Linked DNA regions of Mus musculus: region 1 is linked to region 2. Evidence: chromatin contacts called from public promoter capture Hi-C data. All regions are on one chromosome and are shown on one strand. Each heading gives the region's core, a stretch centred on a gene start, on an enhancer-like site or on the middle of the called end of the contact. The rest is flanking DNA. Distances are from core to core; before and after follow the strand shown. Region 1 overlaps Htr2a (5-hydroxytryptamine (serotonin) receptor 2A). Region 2 holds the start of Htr2a (5-hydroxytryptamine (serotonin) receptor 2A).

The links. Promoter capture Hi-C pulls out the DNA fragments that hold promoters and counts their contacts.
Region 1: a contact with region 2 is called in a promoter capture Hi-C map of macrophages, with 9 read pairs. The contact joins the enhancer-like site here to the promoter of Htr2a in region 2. A contact is called at or near these places in 2 of 39 promoter capture datasets (liver and macrophages), 2 of 15 datasets of contacts at CTCF or cohesin (the G1E-ER4 cell line and the NIH/3T3 cell line), 8 of 484 Hi-C or Micro-C datasets (the G1E-ER4 cell line, bone marrow-derived macrophages, extraembryonic ectoderm and 3 more), 6 of 115 datasets of contacts at active chromatin or transcription factors (bone marrow-derived dendritic cells, bone marrow-derived macrophages, embryonic fibroblasts and 2 more) and 1 of 9 other capture datasets (adipose tissue).

What each region holds. Positions count from the first base shown.
Region 1 is chr14:74,688,461-74,691,160 of GRCm38.p6, forward strand. All of the region lies in intron 2 of Htr2a (5-hydroxytryptamine (serotonin) receptor 2A), which reads left to right. Among named protein-coding and RNA genes, the nearest start is that of Esd, 42 kb to the right of the region's middle. Within about 2 kb of position 1,366, at least 10 of the 459 cell types and tissues checked have an H3K27ac peak or open chromatin away from gene starts, as enhancers often do. A contact at or near this core is called in bone marrow-derived dendritic cells, bone marrow-derived macrophages and macrophages, where this site is marked.
Region 2 is chr14:74,639,493-74,642,291 of GRCm38.p6, forward strand. Htr2a (5-hydroxytryptamine (serotonin) receptor 2A) reads left to right here and starts at 1,382. Exons shown (of 3, transcript NM_172812.3): 1 at 1,382-2,799. The coding sequence starts at 2,441. It overlaps Gm41210 (a long non-coding RNA gene), which reads right to left and starts at 1,354. Exons shown (of 3, transcript XR_874820.3): 1 at 1-1,354.

The DNA.
Region 1 (2,700 bases), core at 116-2,615, 49 kb after region 2:
AGCCTAGGAGGAATGGAGAGCTTGTGCAAAGTACATTGGAATCACGTAGGGGTTCCATGGGACATGCCTGTGCCCATGTCCTCAGGCTTTCCTAAAATGCAAAGTCAAACTCCATATGGATGCAGCCAGATGTTTGTTTGTTTGTTTGTTTGTTTGTTTTTTAAGTTGCACATTGGTCCCAATGTATATCCAATAACCAATAATACTGCAAAGAGGACCAAGAGCCATTAGCTGGCCTCTGAGCCTTCTCTTCTGTTTCTAAGCATGAAGTCAGAGGATTTTGAGAGAGAGTGATAGCCCATGCAGATGTTCATAGAGGTACCCAGGCAGGATATGGGCACATGATACCTTTTAGTATGATCTCCCTGGAAGCCAGTTTTCCTCCTTCAAAACACAAGAGAGAGACAAGCTAGGCCTATATATTCGCTCTATCTGCAAAGCCAGGCAGGACCAGGTGGGCCTTCCTCTCCCTCAGTTGCTTTGATCAAATCAATTTTCCTGCCTCCTGCTTCCACTTCTAAAGACCTCGATGATTACATTGGGCCCACCTGGGTGGTCCAAGGTGTACAGCCTATTTTAATATCAACTGATCCGTATGCTTTACTCCTGACTGTCACCTTAACGCCTCTTTACTGTGGAACGTGACCTAGAACATAGCCATGCATTCCGGGAGCCTAGTGAGGGTACCTCTAGAACACCATTATTCTGCCTACCACAAAATACATCAGGTACAAATGTTTAATGGGCTGCAGAAAACTAAACAACTTCCTGTTATTCTCACAAAATCTAAAAGTTAGCTTGCACATTATAGAGATGTTTGCAACTTGATCAGCAGGATCTACACATACAACACACCACACACACACTCTCTTTCTCTCTCACACACACACACAACATACTACACATACAAACACATGAAATCACCACATACACACACACGCACCACATATAAACACAACACACCTCACATGCACACACACACACACACACACACACACACCACAGGTACCCATAATATGGCTAAAAAGATGATCTCATTATTCTAAACGTACCCCTGTGAAATGGAAAACTATAGCAACTTTCTAGAAGTTTCTGTTTCCATCCTATTGATTTCCCACATTGCAGAGCCCTTCCTACCTGACAGACTCTAATAGGTCCTTTTGTGTTAACCTGGAAGAGCTACCCAGCAAATGAACTCCTTCCGGGATGTCAGGGTGCCATGTTTCCCCGGTAGCTTATCACCCTTCCTCTGCATCTCCTCATAAAAGATCTGACTCATTTACTTCTGACTGTGACTTCTGTTCCTTACGATGTGTCCTAATTATAAAGAACTTCCCTGTTCTCAAGAAAGCACTGTCCAGAAAAAGCAGAACAGGGAAGCAGGGAGCCTGTTTTACCAACAGGGATGAACATGTGTGCACACAGACCACACATATCCAACACATTCACTGTTCATCTAGGCCCAGGGATCCAACATGTCTTATGCATGAGAGTACTGGCAGAGCCCACCTCTTCTAAACTTGGACACACAAATGTAAACGTCTGCGTTCATCTCTAAGGGTGTCTGCTCTCTGTCCCCACCCCCCACCCCGACATCCTCCACAGCTTACGTTGGGGGAGAATCCATGACAGTACAGGGCTAGGGCACCACTTCTCAGGAATTCAATGGCGGAACTTAAACGTTATAAGAAACAGTGGAAGAGATGGTAATTTAAACAATATTAGCCTGCAAATTGTGCATTAAAGGCCTATAGTAAAAGGCAATTATCCCTTCACACTAAGGTCCAGAGGCTACCCCATGCCGCCTTCATTTTTATGTTTCCTCTGGGAAGCCATAACCCTGCTTTCACCTCAACTGCATCTTAATGGCTCTAAAACTGAGGTGATCTCCCCTGTGTTACAAGTACACGAAAGAGGTGTGTGTTCAAAAAACATTGCACAGGGCATGACATAACTTCTAAGCCCCTATAACCTGAGGATTCAAGACCCAAGAGAGAGGCCTGACCACCTCAACTCTTTAAAGGGAGAGAACTTGGCCCCTGAACCTGCACAACTCATGTCTAAACTTGTTATGCTGGGGCCACACGGTGTTAAAGAACAAAGACTACAGAGCCAGATTGAGTATAGGTCAAAATTCTAGTTCAGCCACTCACTGTGTGACCTTGGGCAAGCTGATTAACCCCTCTGTCTCTCCATTTTCTCATCAGCAAATAGAGATAATGCTACTGCACAGGGTTGCTATGAGGAATGAGCGAGCTAATTTGCAAAAAGCACTTAGGGTGAGTCTGGAACAAAATAAGTTTTATATAATATTTGCTGCTAATCTGATTTTTTAATTTTTGGTTATATAAAATGCTGTTTTCTTATGACATTTTTGTACACACACACATATGTATATATCTCATTATTTTGCTCATTGTCACCCCCATTATCCTGTCTTTTGTCCCTAAGTAATCCCCATTCTGCTTTAAAGTGGGTATGTGGTTGTTGTGACCACCCCATGCCAAGTTCTCCCAGTACAGGGTTAGGTCAGAAGCATTAAGAGAATTTTACCAGCTGAAACATTACAGACAACACAAATTAGAGGAGTCTCTAATAGAGAGTTTAGATAGAGGATTCTCAAATTAATATCTTTATCTGCATCTTCTACGAAGCCCAAGCTGCCTAAATTATTAACCCTCAAAAGACCTATATTTGGGC
Region 2 (2,799 bases), core at 132-2,631:
ACCCAGGGATGGAGCTAAATACCACCCTGGGAGGAGAGAGCACTGGGCTCTAAAGGCAACTGAGTTAGGTTGTATGAGTTAAAAAGCTGGATTCTGAACCAAAGGACTATGACTCCCACACCTACTCTGTATACACGTGCGCACTAGCGCGCGCGCACACGCACTCGCACACGCGCACGCACACGCACGCGCGCACACACACACACACACACACACACACACACACACACACACACACACACACACACACACGGCATGCACTGCACTCACAAGACCAGCAGCCCAGTCCCAGGTAGGCAATCTGGGAAATTATGTGCCTGCCCAGGAAGAGCAGAAGGGCTCCCCACTGTGGGCTGAGCAGAGGAGAGCTGAGAACTTTGCGTGCGGGGCAGGGAATGCTGGGAACCTCTGGGCATAGGCAGGAAGAAGGGATGAAGGGCTGGGTGGACCGTATGATGATTTCATGAGCCAGGAGGACATGTGGCAATAAACCTCAAAGAGAGGGTCAGGATGGAAGGTCTCCTGGGTCATAGACAAACGGATCTAGAAGGCAACTGGACATTTAGCTCACTGCCATGAGGAGAATTGACAACACATCGAAGGCACAGGAGTGGCTGAACTGAGAATGTAAAAGACAGAGAGAAGAATGAGATGGACAGAACCCCCCAAAAGCCCCTGGTGTCCAGGATTATTATAAGAAAGTAATCCATTTTCTTATCTGTCATGAGTGCATCTATCTTCCTTTAAGGACCACTTGGGAGAGAGCTTCTTTTGCATGTGAGTCGCTTTATCATTAGGGTCACTTCTGGGGGAAAAAAACATAGAACAAAATAGAACAAAACCCTTCATTTTCTAACATGAAGTTTTTCATTATTTCTTGGCGACAGGTTTGAGATGAAGAAAAGTAAGCTAGTTACAGGATGCATACACATAGCAATAGTGTGTGTGCTTAAATGCATTTAAGTAACTAAAAATTGTTCTGATAGTTTATCAGTTATTGCCACAGACTTCCTGATTCCTCTGAACTCATGTCGCCACGGTCAGCCATCCCTCCTGGACACATCATCACTGGCTTGGATAGAAGTGCTGGATGCTCCCAGATCCCAGGACATGCCGTTTTCTAGCCTTATTTATCTTCTCATTCTTCACCCCTCAGCCTAAAAATATGACTGCCATGTACCCCTCCTGCCTGCTGTCCCCTAAGCTGTCTCCTTGTTCTCTCTTTTTTTAAGGAAAGGTTCCTAATTAACCTGTAGCAGAAAGAATGGGGGCGCGCGGGGGAGGGGGTTGTTTGGTCCGCCCTTCCTGGCTGTTGCCACCTTGCAGGTTATGACACAGTGACAGAGGGAGGTCTGAGGAAGGAGGCAACCAGGAGGGGCTTATTCTTTTGGAGCTCCGGGAGCCTCTTGATACAGACAGCGTTTCCTACTTTCCCTGCGGCTCTTTTGTGTGACTTTGAGAGGGGCTCCCTAGTGACTGATTCCTCTCTGTGCGCTCGCCTCAGCAAGCAGCCAGGCTCTGGGAGGGAAGACCCAACCAAGCTCAGCAGTAGCAGAAGCAGCCAGCACAGACTTCAACCGTGCTGGAACCGGCATGCGGTTTTTGAAGTCAGCAGAAACAGAAATCAAATTACTATCATCTTATGCTGCTAGAAGCTCAAAGAGAGGGGATTCCACACTGGCCTAGTCACCATGCGACAGGCAAGTCACAGGATAGCGGACCCTGGCGACAATGAATGTAAGTTCCTCGGCTGCTGTCCTTTACTGCTGTGGGATTTTCTTTCTGCTTAAAGTCACGCTTGGCTAGAATGCCGTCATTGCCGCGAGAATTTCTGATGTGGAAAGTTCTCTGCTGCGCTTCGGGATGCGTTTTCCTTTCGTTAACTGAGCCAGAGATACAAGCTGAAATTCCTGACCATCGCTGCGGCGATTCTGCCTGAGACTAAAAAGGGTTAACCCTTATGATGGCATTAACATTGCGTGGATTTTTAATTGACTTCCTTAATTAATATAGAGGGCACACAGCCCTCCCTCCTCGTTTTGGATCTCATGCTGTTTTAACTTTGTGATGGCTGAACTCTTGAAAGCAGCATATCCAACCCGAGAATTGGCTGAAAGATTCTCACCGGATACAAAACTTTTCTTCCTTAACCAGGAACACGTTTGTGTCTCCAAATGCTCCACACTGCTTTTTTTGCCTTTGCTTCCGTGAGAACTTACAGCTCCGCCGTGGACTCTCCCTAGCACTGTGAAGCGAGGCATAATCAAGAGCCATCACACTTCTGTAACTCTTACTATGGAAGAGGAGAAAGCAGCCAGAGGAGCCACACAGGTCTCCGCTTCAGCATGCCCTAGCTCCAGGACGTAAAGATGAATGGTGAGCCCCGGCTATGACTCGCTAGTCTCTCCACACTTCATCTGCTACAACTTCCGGCTTAGACATGGAAATTCTCTGTGAAGACAATATCTCCCTGAGCTCAATTCCAAACTCCTTAATGCAATTAGGTGACGACTCGAGGCTCTACCCTAATGACTTCAACTCCAGGGATGCTAACACTTCCGAAGCCTCGAACTGGACAATTGATGCTGAAAACAGAACCAACCTCTCCTGCGAAGGGTACCTCCCACCGACATGCCTCTCCATTCTTCATCTCCAGGAAAAAAACTGGTCTGCTTTATTGACAACTGTCGTGATTATTCTCACCATTGCGGGAAACATACTGGTCATCATGGCAGTGTCCCTAGAGAAAAAGCTGCAGAATGCCACCAACTATTTCCTGATGTCACTTGCCATAGCTGA